Regions from separate parts of the Mus musculus genome. Here regions 1, 2, 3 and 5 are each linked to region 4. Evidence: chromatin contacts called from public Hi-C and HiChIP or PLAC-seq data. All regions are on one chromosome and are shown on one strand. The core of a region is the stretch at or near the end of the contact, and the rest is flanking DNA. Distances in the headings are between cores, read along the strand shown.

Region 1 (2,700 bases), core at 192-2,691, 520 kb before region 4:
GCAGTGTCCCCAACAAGGCCACATGTCCTAATAGTGTCACTCCTTGGGCCAAGCATATATAAAGGATCACAGTCATCATTTCACACATAATGGAGTTAACAGACATTGATGTTAAAAAAACAAATTTAACAAACAAATAAAAAATGAATAGCTAACCTTTGTGAAAGTTGAGTATAAACAAAGAAGGAGGTTTTCAATACCAAGCAAGGTTTTCTATCATCAGTACAACCATCTGGAATCAGTACACATACTATGTTCATTTTTTTTTCTTTTTCTTTTTCTTTTCTTTTCATATAAACATGCAGTTTATAGACAGGCAGCCTAACCTGAAATTTCATCATGTCCCAGCACTGGAGTTAAAGATAAGTACAGGGAACCGAATTCAGGGCCTCTGCAAGAACAGTAATTGGTCTAAGGATTGAGCTGTCTCTCCAGCCCCTGAAGTTGTTGTTACTTTTGACAAATGTTGCTGTTCCTTGTTCTAACAGTCATTTTACTGAATAGAGATATCTTATTTACGCTACCCACTGCTAGCCACTTGCTTCTGGGTTTTTGCTATCCGAAGCTATTCAGCAGAAACATTCTTTCTCTTGGAAATGTGGGTTAATATGTCTGTGTGGTGATTGTCAGCAAACAGCACCTGCCATAGAGTTTGCCTTACTATCCAGACCTAACAACTTGCGGGGACCCTCTGAAGCTTCTCAGCTTAGCTTTCCTCATAGGCCATCATGTTTTCAACAACATTAGAACATGCATGCCTTTGCTGATAACGGGCATCATCAGATATATACCTGCTTTCTGACTGCACTGAGTGAAGAAACACAGTACTGTTTAGATGGGGAAAGGGTTTTGAGACATGACGGAATGATAAGTCACAATATAATTTTATTAGATCATAAACAATTAAATCCATTTCTACAACCTGCATCTTTTATAAAGCAAAATTTGGAAAATATACAAGTCTCCTTCTCCTCCCTGAGTTATCTAAACTGAACGTGTTTCTGAGAGTTAAATTTTCTCAGGCTTCCTTATAAACTCACTCAAAGTAGCCTGGTGTTTTCTGTTCACAAAGGTTATTTCTTAATACTCTTTTTAGTTTCTTTTCTTTGAAGTGACCTCACAGTGTTCAGGAGAACACACACACAGGGTCACACACACTCACACACACACACACACACACACACACACACACACACACACACACACACACACAGTCACACACATGTCGCTGCCAAGACTGTGTGAGAAAATCCTGCAGGAGGGTTACAGGGCAAGTTTTTCTTTGCTCCTAAGAAGATGGAAGACTCCCTGACAAGGATTTTATTTTCATTGTAGTGGGCTGTCAGCATGGCCATTTATCATCGCCTGCATTAATAAGGAAAGAACAGAAGAAAGACGGCTTGCTGCCAAACAGCTTGGGGATGTCCCCGCTGCACAGATCAATCAGCTGTGCACACTGGCTATTGTCTGCTCATCAATTCATTTTCATTGAGTTTCAGGATGGATAACACCAGGCCTTTTTCAGAAACATGATCCTAAACTAACCATCTTCCCTTGCTTTCCATTCCAGGCGTTTAAAGCCCGCAGGAGCCTCATCACGATGGCATATTGTGTTTAGATTAAGCCACTTCCCTAGAAATCAACTTGGGGCAGACCACTGCTCTTTTCCACTGCCTGAGTGCACAACAGTCTTAAGGACCTTTCAGTGCTAATAGGCAAAACAGATTGGCATCGGGCACAAGGACGTGTGAAGAGAGACTTTTGCGCATGGGTGGTAACATGATAAATTAAGAAAACAAAACAAAGTTCGCTGTTAGAGCTACAGCAAGACAGGCGTGTCTCAGAGGAAAGCTACTGCATCCGTTTCTATTTGGCTGGTGTAGTGGACATTTGTTTTCTTTTACAGAGAATCTACTCCCCTTCTACCCAGAAGAGCTTCGGGGTTGGGGGTCGGGGGAAGGTGCTGTCATTGTTGTTTGGAAGCAAACAAGTCCAGTGTAACTTCCAGAGCTTGTGCTTCTGGTTGGGGGTCCATCTTCATCTAGAGGACAATTAATGATGCTGTCATTTGGGCAACCCAGAATCTCATTCTTTACACCGTAAAGACTGATCCATAAAGGCTCAATGGCTCAACAGGATATTATTAGAATTTCTAGGATTTTTTTGATATTTGTGGATTGAGCTCATAATGGTAAGGTTGTAAATACAGGACCCTTGGGAGCCAGCACATATAATTTGAGAACAGAGACAACACACTGAGAACTGAGATAGCAGGAGACTGGAATTGGTTCTGTTAGCATATTGAGGGCCCCAAAAGAAGCCACACTAAATATTAAATGCTTATCTTCCTAGATTAAGTAAACTAATAAAAGTTTCAAAAATAATTAAATATAATGTGAATTATATTTCTAGTATAATAGTCCATTGTTGCACTGAGATTTCTGGATACTAAATACTAAACATCAAGTATTGAATTGATGCTTCAATATACTCCTTGATGTTTTATTCTGTGTCTCTTTGTTTCTGCTTCTGCCTCCACCTCTGCATCCACTTCTTTTCCCATCTCCATCTCTCTGGAATCAATGAGTTTTAAAGTCACAGCCAGAAAAATGGCCATTTCATCTTACTAGATATTTCCATATTAATTTATATTCTATGCTTTGAAAAATCAGGAATAAGCCTTGTACTTACCACAGTTAT
Region 2 (2,719 bases), core at 193-2,692, 540 kb before region 4:
AGTTGGAGTCATCTGGAGGAGGAAGGCTTATGTGGGAAATTATCTCCATTATACGGGCTTTAGACATCTGTGGGGAATTTTCTTGGTTGGTGATTGATGTGGGTGGGGCCTCCTTTGGGGAGATAGCCCTAGGAGCTATCAGAGAGCAGGATGAGCAAGCCATGGGGACCACAGCAGTAAGTAAAAGTAAGTAGTGTCTCTGCATCGCCTCTGTATCAGTTTCAACCTCCAGGCTCCTGCCTGATGCTCCTTCCCTGAAGTCTCTCTGTGATGGATGGTAATCTGGGAGTTGAAAGCTGATAAGCTCCTTCTACCCCAAGTTGTTTTCGGCCAGTGTAGAAAACCTAATTCTAAAAATCCTATGCTTTTCATTATATTTTTCTATTTAGAATGTGACCCAGCCCACGGGATGATACCACCCACAGGCAGGATAGCTCTTCTATTCCCAGGTAAACCTCCCCAGAAGTACCAGAAACAGCACCTACATGTCTACATAATTAATGCCATCAAAATAACCATAATAGCTCTATAGAAACTTCTAGATTATAGAAAATGAGTGAGGTATTTCAAAGGAATCAACGTCCTCTGTCAAAGCATAGAAGGCAAACAAGGTGACACAAAAAGAGAAGAGGAAGACTCAGCTGATGTAGAGACTAAAAGAAACCTATAGTCTCCTGGCTACTAAGTTCACAGTCTGGCTATTGGGAGTTATTGCTCTACCCCATCTCTTATCACAGGCCATAATGAATGACCATCTTAGTCTGAATTCTTTACCTGCAGAATTCAAAGTGCATCTGTGAATAAAGCAGAAACAGACCCTCACAAAACACATGTTCTCTGGGGACATGGTACTAATTTGCTGGGATTTTCTGTCTTTTAAATGACATTTCAATCCCTAAGCCTTTCTCCTTCTGGAAGGAAGTCCCTTGAACTCTCATTTTGAGTCGTTTATTAAACTGCTCAAACAGGTTCCATGGGGACAGCTTTGTCATTTGACCTTTTTAAATGAGTCATCACTCTTAGCGTTGGTGGTTCTCTAGCCACTCACTTCAGAAGGCCAGTGACTTCTGTGAACCAGATGGAGGCTTAGCAACAAATCTCAGAATCCTCCTCTTCCCATCTACCTCATAGGTTTACAATGACTCTTGGCAACATTTGACAGAGCTAAATTATACTGCACTCTGTATACCAGCATAAATATAGGGCTGGTAGATGGAGGAATAATTGCAAGACTCATATAAGCATTTATCTTTGTGTGAAGCCTGGAGACTCGGTGCTGTGTCATAGAGATAATAAAAAACAGATAGTCTGAATTATGAGCATCTGAGTCTGTCTATTGAAAATAACTCAGTTATTGAAAATAACACTACTTAGTGCTACTCGCAGGGAGTGTAGGCTCTGTGGGATGAGCTGGGGGTTTAAAGGAGAAAGCATAATTTACATTGTCAGAAGGCATTTCCTGACAGGAAACCTCTCCTGTGCTTATCTGATGATTCAGCTCAAGCTAAGAGACATGAGGTTGGGTTTACAAACTGAAATAATCTCTTGAACCCCATAAAATCAGTCTTAACATTAATCTCTGGACTCAAAATCAGATATAACAAAGGGTATGAATATCTATTCACCACCAAACATTTGTCCGTTCTATGTAGAGACACTGTCTTCTCACTATGGGATATAGAACTATGAGTCCATTCTATGTAGAGACACTGTCCTCTCACTCTAGGATATAGAACTATGAGATAGAATTGTTACTACACCAAGCTTGGACTCAAAGCAAAGTACAGGTGCCCAGCTGACACTTTATGCCTTCAGGGAGATTCTATGAAGAAGACACAAGATCAGAGAAAGGGGTGTTTGCTCCTTACTTATCTTCAAGAGAAACTACACCCATGACTGGCAATTTCTTTTTCTTTTCTTTTCTTTTTTTTTCAGTTTTTTTTTTAAATTTTATTTTAATTAGGTATTTTCTTCATTTACATTTCTAATGCTACCCCAAACATCCCCCATACCCTCCCCCCCAACTCCCCTATGCCCCACTCCCACTTCTTGGCCCTGGCATTCCCCTGTACTGAAGCATATAAAGTTTGCATGACCAATGGGCCTCTCTTTGCAGTGATGGCCAACTAGGCCAACTTCTGATACATATGCAGCTAGAGATACGAGCTCCAGGGGGTACTGGTTAGTTCATATTGTTGTTCCACCTATAGGGTTGCAGACCCCTTTAGCTCCTTGGGTACTTTCTCTAGCTCCTCCATTGCGGACCCTGTGATCCATCCAATAGCTGACTGTGAGCATCCACTTCTGTGTTTGCTAGGCCCCGGAATAGCCTCACAAGAGACAGCTATATCAGGGTCCTTTCAGCAAAATCTTGCTAGTGTGTGCAATGTTGTCAGCGCTTGGAGGCTGATTATGGGATGGATCCCCGGGTATGGCAGTCGCTAGATGGTCCATCCTTTTGTCTCAGCTCCTAACTTTGTCTCTGTAACTCCTTCCATGGGTGTTTTGTGCCCAATTCTAAGAAGGGGCAAACTGTCCACACTTTGGTCTTCTTGGTCTTTGTTCTTCTTGAGTTTCATGTGTTTTGCAAATTGTATCTTGTATCTTGGGCTAATATCTACTTATCAGTGAGTACTTATCATGTGAGTTCTTTTGTGATTGGGTTACCTCTCTCAGGATGATGCCCTCCAGGTCCATCCATTTGCCTAGGAATTTCATA
Region 3 (2,801 bases), core at 47-2,546, 610 kb before region 4:
TAGACAGGGACAATTCTGGATCAAAAAATTGAAGGTGGGTTGGCATCCCCATCCCTCTTGGGGGCCCTGTCTAACTACTGGAGATGGTCAGGTTCCATCTCCCCACAGTTGGGCATTTTGGCTAAGGTCATCTACATTGAGTCCTGTGAACCTCTCACATCCCAGGTCTCTGGGACATTCTAGAGGTTTCCCCTGCTGCCCCACCCCTGCAGCTGCATATTTCTACTCATTTTCCTTGCCCTCTGAGTTTCGCTTCTGTCTCCCTCCCCAATACCTGATCCTGCTTCCTTCCCCCTCCTACCCAGATCCCTCCTTCCTTCTGCCTCCCATGATTATTTTGTTCTCCCTTCTAAGTGGGATTGAAGCATCCTCACTTGGGCGTGGGGGACTTTTGGGATAGCATTGGAAATGCAAATGAAATAAATACCTAATTTAAAAAAAAAAAGAATGGGGGAAAGCACTCAGTGAGAGACAAAGCTTCTAGGAAATAAACCAAGTGTGCACTAACTTCTAAAAGGAAGAAGAGAATGGAGAGGAAGAAATGCACGCACCCACTCCCACGCACCCACTCCCACTTCTTGGCCCTGGCGAAACACAGAAAGCTTGAGGGTGTGTGTGTTGGAAGAATGTCCTTGTATTAGATTAGGGTCTAAGAAATTCTCAATAATGTTTGTAATAGAGAAGTCTCTGGGCAAAAGTTACAATTCTTCCTTTCTCATTTTCCCTAGAGCATTGAAAAAAGTCTTTCTGAAACTGACATGATAAAAACACTTATGGGGCTGGGCAGTGATGGCTCATGCCTTTAATCCTAGCACTTGGGAGGAAGACGCAGGTGGATTTCTGAGTTTGAGGCCAGCCTGGTCTAAAGAGTGAATTCCAGGACAGCTAGGACTACACAGCGAAACCCTGTCTTCAAAAACAAAAACAAAAACAAAAAACAAACAAAACAAAGCAAAATAAAACAAAACAACAACAATAACAGCAAAAACACTTATGGGGTTCTTATAAACATAGTTCATAGATCCCCAAAGATGGTAGACCTTAATCATTGGAATGAAATAAGAAGTAATTAATTTTGTTTGTCTAAGTTTTTTCTATATTAATGATGGGTGAATGCTATCTCCTAAGAAAATTAATTATATGTCACAGATGATATCTCAAAATTCTGTCTCAAAGAGTAAAAGCATATTTATTTGCTTACATAACAAGTCATGGGGAGGCAGACAAAGCTGGCTTCGGAACTCCCAGCACTAATGCTGTAAACACTGCCAAGACTGCTTCCCTGCAGGTTGACTTCTTCCTGTCTTGGTGGCAATGTTTACTCGTGACAGCCACCCATCTGTTTCTGGCTGTGGCTGTAGGCAGCTCTGGACTCCAATCTTAACAGATCTGTCACTACAGAAGACACTTACAAAAGACAGATCTGTAACTGTTTTGATCATTTGTTTTATTTCAGATGTGTACAGCCTAGACTAATCACTATGGCTGTGATCAGAAGGGGTAACTATGACTGGCTGAGTCTGAGAGGGATGACACTCTTGGAGTCATGAAGATGGAAGTTGATCAGAAAAGCTAATGGAGATTCTTTCTGAAACAGGAACACAAGAGGGAGAAGATATTGTCTTAGAAAGAGAATGAAGACCAATAGTCTGCCGTAGGATTAGCTCGCTGAGGCAAGATTTACCTTCTCTGCAGATACCTGTGCTTAGAAACCCTTTTTATCCTTTGCTTCTGAGAAGGGATGAGCTCAATCTCTGCATTTCCCAAGCTTTAGTAAATGAGTAACCCACTCTACTAACCTGACAGTCCAAGGAAACTAAAGTATTGTGGCAAGAGATTTCCAGCGTCCATTTCACTGAGTTGTTAACTGTTGGGATTAATCTTACAATTTGCTATTTTTATATTTCATAAATGCTGTGATTTACCTTGGTCAAATCCATAACAAGGGAGGAAGAATAACGTCATAATTTTCATCGTAAGCTGTCATATCTCTAATCCTCACAAAGTAAAAGTGAAAAAATCCTTTATGATAACAGTTTCTGGCTGTTCCAGCTGAGTGGGATCACTATTTTTGATTAATACTGTTTGCTCATTCACATTTGACCTGAAATAACTCTCCATTAAAACTTTCAAGGTATGAATTAAAATTCCAAACTTTCTGTGAGAACAATAGAAAGCATGTTAAGTGCAACTTGTACTAGTTCAAGCAAAACAATAATAGCCACAGACAAAACACACACACACACACACTTTTTGGTATCACACATATTTACAGTATGTTTATTTAATTCTTATTTTTAATTAGATGTGGATGTGGATGAGAGGAATGACCTTGCATGCAGGTGGCTACAGAAGGTAGAAGTGGGAGTTGGATCCCCTGGAGCTAGAGTTACAAGCTATTGTGATCACCCAATTTGGGAGAGAAATATGCTTTCTTAACTGCTGAGCCACCTCTCTAGTTCCTGAACTATGGTTTTCACTGTGATCATTTGGATTAGCTTTATATAATCTTGGCTTTCCGTTTTTTTAATGGCCACAGCCTATTTCCTTGTGAGCTGATGCATGGTGGAAGGAGAAGTACCTGTCTCTGAAATAACCATCAAATCTAAAGTTTGCATGTCATTGGTTAGCCTGGACCACATGCCCAAACCTCCAATGATCACTGTAGCCAGGAATGATAATGGATTTGAAAGGGAAGGCTGACACATGATAGCAATAAGCTAAAGCATGAAAAAATAGTTGTCCAGAAACATTTAGTGTCTGCCATCAAACTATTAGTAATAACCATAATGATGGAAATA
Region 4 (2,760 bases), core at 120-2,619:
CCAATGCTATACCAAAAGTCCCCCATACCCACCCCCACTCCCTTACCCGCCCACTCCCCCTTTTTGGCCCTGGCGTTCCCCTGTTCTGGGGCATATAAAGTTTGTGTGTCCAATGGGCCTCTCTTTCCAGTGATGGCCGACTAGGCCATCTTTTGATACACATGCAGCTAGAGTCAAGAGCTCCGGGGTACTGGTTAGTTCATAATGTTGATCCACCTATAGGGTTGCAGATCCCTTTAGCTCCTTGGGTACTTTCTCTAGCTCCTCCATTGGGAGCCCCGTGATCCATCCATTAGCTGACTGTGGGCATCCACTTCTGTGTTTGCTAGGCCCCGGCATAGTCTTACAAGAGACAGCTACATCTGGGTCCTTTCGATAAAATCTTGCTAGTGTATGCAATAGTGTCAGCGTTTGGATGCTGATTATGGGGTGGATCCCTGGATAAGGCAGTCTCTACATGGTCCATCCTTTCACAAATTCCCCAGAATTTCTTGACTTGAGTATCCCGGGGAAATAAAATCAGGTTCTCTTTCTCAAAGTTGCTGATGCTCTCTCTCTCTCTCTCTCTCTCTCTCTCTCTCTCTCTTAAAGCTGATTCCCCCAATAGCACTTATCAAAGGCTTTTCCTGAACCTTGCTTTGGATTGTCACTTTGAAGTTGAGACCCTGGTTCAGGTCTAGTCTTCAACCACTTCCACCCTCCCTTCCACACTCTTGCCTGCCTCCCACCACCCTTGCCCTCACACCGCTCTGCAGTCTGCACTTTCAATCAATCCTCTGCTAATGTGAACACAAGTTTCACACCTAACCAAACAGACACTACACAGTTTCAAAGTTTCAGAATTGTTTCCAGAAAGCCTCCAGAATTTCACAGTGGCTTTGCCTCGCAATTAAGGGTCACAGAACTACCCTGGGTTCGGCAAGGGCATTAACCATTTCAGCTGCGGGTATGTATGTATGCACCACATAGCCAACTATCTCCAAAGGATGGGTCAGATCTCATACTTAAAACTCCATTGCAGTCCCATGGAGACTATGGCGTTCCTACAAGGGTTCTTCCCCTGTCCTTGCCTTCCTCTCCCAGTCACAGTCTTTCGTCCCTATTTTTTTAAAAAAGAAGAAAATGAAAAAAAGAAAAAAGGAGTGGCTCTCTGCTCCCTGCAGCGGCTGTAGTGGCATTGCAGCGATCTGGCAGGCCCAGGGTGGCGGGCCCGAGCTGCCCCTTTGTTGGGCGGGCTACAGATGGTGCCCCAGCGCGGGACTGCGCCTAGGCGGGCGTAGCGGGCGGGAGGGCGGGAGGGGGAGGCCGGGAAGGGGGTCGGGCGGGAGGGGAGGAGACCGCTAAGCAGCCAATCGGCGCGCAGCCCATCAGCTGACCGCTTTTGCTTACACCAGGTGCACGCCGGCTGCGGGGAGCACAAAGCGGGGCGCACGGAGGGCGCCGGCAGCAAGCCGTGAAGCCAGGCGAGGGCCGTGCGCCCCGGTTTGCAGCGCTTGTCGGGCGGGGACCGGGGCCCGCGGCGTCCTCCCAGACAGTGGCATCCTTGCCACCGCACTCCGAGGCGCCTCGGGCGCCTTCCTTGAGACCGATCCTTCGCTGCCCCGCCCTCTGCACCCCATTTCTTCTACCCTCTTTCCTATTCCCGCCTGTCTCTACCACGACCCCCAAGAACGCGATTTAGCCCAGCCCCGCGCAGCAGCTGTTGCTCCCGCGGCTGTCTCGCCTTGCATCTTGGTGCTCTGCTGGGGGTCCCCCAAGGAGCCAGTGCGCGCTGCGGGCTGGGTGGAGGCGCTGCTCTGCCGGTCCTCATCCTCCGGCTAGTGGCTGCTGCTGCCACCACCACCCGCTCCGTGCGCACCCCAACACCCCTGTCAGCCCAGCCTTAGGGTAAGTGCCCGGACCAACTGGGCCGCAGCAGGAGGTGTGGGAGGCAGCGGGAGGTGTGGGAGGCAGCAGGGAGGAAGTAGAGACAAACTTGGCAGCTTGGCGGACCCTACTGCGTTTGAGAAACCTCGGGATAAGATCTCAGGGCTAAGGGGAACAAGGGGGCGCGGTTTCTCGAGCAAGGAGGAAAAACGAAGTCGGGAAAGGAGAATCTACCGATCACCCTCTTGCCTTCAAAATGAAGCAGGGCGAGCGAGAGCAATAGTTGAGAAGAAAGGCCAGACAGAAATGGGCAAAAGGCAGTGACTGGAGCTGAGGCCCCAGGATCTCAGGGACCCATCAGAGGGGGAAAGAGAAGAGAAGGCTTGGTGCTGTGATCAGGGGAAAGAAGCTGGGGACCTGGGAAGAGAGCAGACAGAAGACCCAGGGAGTTGGAAATGGGGTCAAAAGGAAAGAAAGGTGGCAGGTTGTGGGGAGAGGAAAAGGTCTCGGCAGAGGCTACGATGCTAAGAATAAAGAGCAAGGAGTGTAATTAACAAAACACTGAGGATACTGAAGTCAGAGCATTGGGGAGAACATACTCAACTGTTATGTGGTCCAAGGAGGAGAAAACTGTTTTGAGCCTAGAAGGGGTAGCTCCCTTAAGGAGGCTTGCTACAGACGTGGAAATTTCAGGGAAGTCTTGATCTTTTCCAGGCATTCTGCTCTGGGGTCAGTGACTAGGAAAGTTTGCCAGCGAGTGTCCTTTGTGCTGCAAGGAGAGGGGTGTGGGCTGCTGCCTACTGATTCGGTGCTTCCTAGGTTCCTGCGGTCACCGCTACCTCAGAGGGAAGTCCTTGGCTGGCTGGGTTCCCTCCCTTCCTCCCCCCGCCCCCA
Region 5 (2,700 bases), core at 43-2,542, 760 kb before region 4:
CAGGGTCCTTTCAGCATAATCTTGCTAGTGTATGCAATGGTGTCAGCATTTGGAAGCTGATTATGGGATGGATCCCCGGATATGGTAGTGTCTACATGGTCCATCCTTTTATCTCAGCTCCAAACTTTGTCTCTGTAACTCCTTCCAAGGGTGTTTTGCTCCCACTTCTAAGGAGGGGCATAGTGTTCACACTTCAGTCTTCATTTTTCTTGAGTTTCATGTGTTTAGGAAATTGTATCTTATATCTTGGGTATCTTAGGTTTTGGGCTAATATCCACTTATCAGTGAGTACATATTGTGTGAGTTCCTTTGTGAATGTGTTACCTCACTCAGGATGATGCCCTCCAGGTCCATCCATTTGGCCAGGAATTTCATAAATTCATTCTTTTTAATAGCTGAGTAGTACTCCATTGTGTAATTTTAACCTTAATTTTCTGAGTGACTGTATAAAACACAAGAGCTCTTTTGTGTCTCTAGGGTGACTTAATGGCTCTTCTTTTAGGGTCTGTTGGTATGGGAGTTACCTCAACTGGTTTCTGAACATTAACTCCAACTTTAATTCATGACATTTATTCCCAAACTTATGGACAAATCCTCTGGATGTCGTGCAATTCAGTTTGTTAATATTTTTTTTTGTTATTTGTTGATATTAATTGGAGATTGTTAAACATCCTGTCTTACGTCAGTGCAGTTCTCTCTCTCTCTCTCTTTAATAGAATTTATCCAAATATCTACTTAAGTGTGCAGGGCCATGGGATCTGAGATTCAGGCTTTGGACTCCATTATCGGTGTTTGTGAATCTTGAATGGGATAGTTAGTCTGTCGTTTAAAAAATTAGATACCCATGACCCCTGAAGTTAAGAGGCAGGGTGACAGAAAACACAGAAATACTATGGCGTATGCGTTTTTCAAGGAAAACTAGGAAGGTTAAGGAAGTTTAAGCCACAGGTTTGTCTTTTTATTCTCTGCCAATCTCTCCACTATGCATAGGACTGAATAAAATCAAAGTTCTTCCTGTTGCCGGTGGCGAAGTTTACGAAAAGCTGTTAACTGCTAAGATAAAGCAAGTCGACCCCATCTCAAGCACCAAGACAAGAACCTTGATTGCTTTCTCTATCTAAAGCCCGAAAAAACAAAACAAAACAAAAAACAAACAAAAAAAAAAACCCCACTGCCTGTCATGCGCGCAGGCGCAGGAGGAACTGGCTCCACTTAGTAAAGCCTAGCCCCGCCCAGAGGAAGTGGGTGGGACCCTCAGTGGCTTCTCATTCGCTGCGGCTCTTCGTGCGTGCTGACGTCACTGGTCCGCGACCCGGAAGTGCGCGTGCGGCCCGGGCAGCAGGCGGGTAAGCGGGTCTTCGGAGTAGGAGCGCCACGTTTCTAAGACACCTTGGCGACCTGGCTGTGCAGCGTGCGTCTGAACGCGTCCTTGGGAGATGGCGGGAGGTGGAGGCTGCTCCCTACTCTAGGCAACGCCCGGTCTCTCTTCATTGAGCCGTGGGCGGCGGTCGTATCTCAGGGCCGGTTCCCCGCAGTTTTCCAGAGTTAGGGGAGAAAGTCGCTATCTCAGATACGCGACCGGCTTGAGCGTCGCTGTCCTCGCGGCGCGCTACTTTTCTTGGGGCCCTTTAAGAGCTCCCACCTCTTAGAGGTCGGGCATGCGGCGAGAATTGCTGAGGCAACCCCGCAGAGTTCCAACTTGGCATGCTGTAACCTTGAGGCCGACCCTGGGTAGGGGAGGAGGGTGGTGAGCACGTGCAACTGATGTGTTTTTTGGAAACCTGCTGTTGCTGCCGATCTAATATTTTATTTTCTGGCACTCCAAATCCCTCCTGCTTCCCATATAGTAATCATAGCAAGAGTACTTGGGTAGCTGCCACCGAAGTGGTTTAGCGTTCCTGAAAGGATCACTTTCATTTCGGACAGCGTTTGTTGGCCCTCCTTTTGAAGTGTAATTGGCGTTACCTGTGTGTTTGCGCCTTAGATGTGTGATTGGCGACTTGTCTCCAGATGCAGAGCGTCCTGTATCCTTGGCACAGGCAGGTCCTGAGGTGTAGTTGGAGTAGATTGTGCCTTCTGAAGCGATACCTGTTTACAATGAAGTTGCAGTCCCCAGAATTCCAGTCCCTTTTCACCGAAGGATTGAAGAGCCTGACAGGTGAGAAGTTAAGATTGTCCTCTGGGCTTTGGAGTTGTTAACTGCAGAAAAGGACGAGGCAGACATCTTTCTGTCAGTGTTGGGATATTTTTGTAGCGCCAATGAAAGACAGGCCAACTTGGGGTATATTGAGAATGGTGGGAAGTTGACTGCAGCATGAAGCACAACTTTTCTGTGTCCTCCAAGAAATTCCATTTACCATACATTATGTAATGAGACCCAAGAGCTTTAGATATGTGTTCTGAACAGAAGAGAACACGTGCTTGGGAAGTGAAGTGCCTGTCTGTTTCTGTAATTGAAGGAGCTGGGTTTTAAATTATAGAGTCTGATGTCATCTGATTTGTTAACAACGAAGCTCTGTTTTCCTTTGTTGTATTGCTCTCTGAGAGAACAGAAGGAAATAGATTTTTTTCCCTCTTTTTCTGTGTGTGCACCTAAAAAGCCTGTAAATCTAAATATAGAACTGCAATTTAAAACCTGCTGATATATTTAAAAAAATTGGCTTCCAGGAGTATAGTGTGTGGTTGTGTAAACCACCTCAG

The links. A called contact is a pair of places that touch in the nucleus more often than the background predicts. HiChIP or PLAC-seq counts read pairs in DNA pulled down with a chosen protein or histone mark.
Region 1: an H3K4me3 HiChIP or PLAC-seq map of neural tube shows a contact between it and region 4, with 6 times the contacts expected there. The contact joins the enhancer-like site here to the promoter of Lrrn1 in region 4. A contact is called at or near these places in 6 of 39 promoter capture datasets (cranial neural crest, embryonic stem cells, hippocampal neurons and 2 more), 9 of 115 datasets of contacts at active chromatin or transcription factors (craniofacial prominence, differentiating embryonic stem cells, embryonic forebrain and 6 more) and 1 of 9 other capture datasets (embryonic stem cells).
Region 2: a contact with region 4 is called in an H3K4me3 HiChIP or PLAC-seq map of neural tube, with 5 times the contacts expected there. The contact joins the enhancer-like site here to the promoter of Lrrn1 in region 4. A contact is called at or near these places in 3 of 39 promoter capture datasets (hippocampal neurons, pre-B cells and stem cell-derived epiblast-like cells), 2 of 484 Hi-C or Micro-C datasets (both in cortical neurons), 4 of 115 datasets of contacts at active chromatin or transcription factors (embryonic forebrain, embryonic hindbrain, forebrain and 1 more) and 1 of 9 other capture datasets (embryonic stem cells).
Region 3: a Hi-C map of cerebellum shows a contact between it and region 4, with 2.2 times the contacts expected there. The contact joins the enhancer-like site here to the promoter of Lrrn1 in region 4. A contact is called at or near these places in 3 of 39 promoter capture datasets (hippocampal neurons, pre-B cells and stem cell-derived epiblast-like cells), 2 of 484 Hi-C or Micro-C datasets (cerebellar granule neurons and cerebellum) and 5 of 115 datasets of contacts at active chromatin or transcription factors (differentiating embryonic stem cells, embryonic forebrain, forebrain and 2 more).
Region 5: a contact with region 4 is called in an H3K4me3 HiChIP or PLAC-seq map of embryonic forebrain, with 3 times the contacts expected there. The contact joins the promoter of Trnt1 here to the promoter of Lrrn1 in region 4. A contact is called at or near these places in 2 of 39 promoter capture datasets (cranial neural crest and embryonic stem cells) and 4 of 115 datasets of contacts at active chromatin or transcription factors (embryonic forebrain, embryonic hindbrain, embryonic stem cells and 1 more).

The regions. Positions count from the first base shown.
Region 1 is chr6:107,011,755-107,014,454 of GRCm38.p6, forward strand. No RefSeq gene overlaps it. Among named protein-coding and RNA genes, the nearest start is that of Gm22418, 12 kb to the left of the region's middle. Within about 2 kb of position 1,442, at least 18 of the 459 cell types and tissues checked have an H3K27ac peak or open chromatin away from gene starts, as enhancers often do. A contact at or near this core is called in neural tube, where this site is marked.
Region 2 is chr6:106,984,344-106,987,062 of GRCm38.p6, forward strand. The region is part of intron 2 of Gm34873 (a long non-coding RNA gene); the gene reads left to right. Among named protein-coding and RNA genes, the nearest start is that of Gm34873, 13 kb to the left of the region's middle. Within about 2 kb of position 1,443, at least 19 of the 459 cell types and tissues checked have an H3K27ac peak or open chromatin away from gene starts, as enhancers often do. A contact at or near this core is called in neural tube, where this site is marked.
Region 3 is chr6:106,919,790-106,922,590 of GRCm38.p6, forward strand. No RefSeq gene overlaps it. Among named protein-coding and RNA genes, the nearest start is that of Gm34873, 51 kb to the right of the region's middle. Within about 2 kb of position 1,297, at least 2 of the 459 cell types and tissues checked have an H3K27ac peak or open chromatin away from gene starts, as enhancers often do. A contact at or near this core is called in cerebellar granule neurons and cerebellum, where this site is marked.
Region 4 is chr6:107,528,357-107,531,116 of GRCm38.p6, forward strand. Lrrn1 (leucine rich repeat protein 1, neuronal) reads left to right here and starts at 1,370. Exons shown (of 2, transcript NM_008516.4): 1 at 1,370-1,887.
Region 5 is chr6:106,767,846-106,770,545 of GRCm38.p6, forward strand. It overlaps Trnt1 (tRNA nucleotidyl transferase, CCA-adding, 1), which reads left to right and starts at 1,293. Exons shown (of 9, transcript NM_001242358.1): 1 at 1,293-1,411; 2 at 1,985-2,158. The coding sequence starts at 2,011.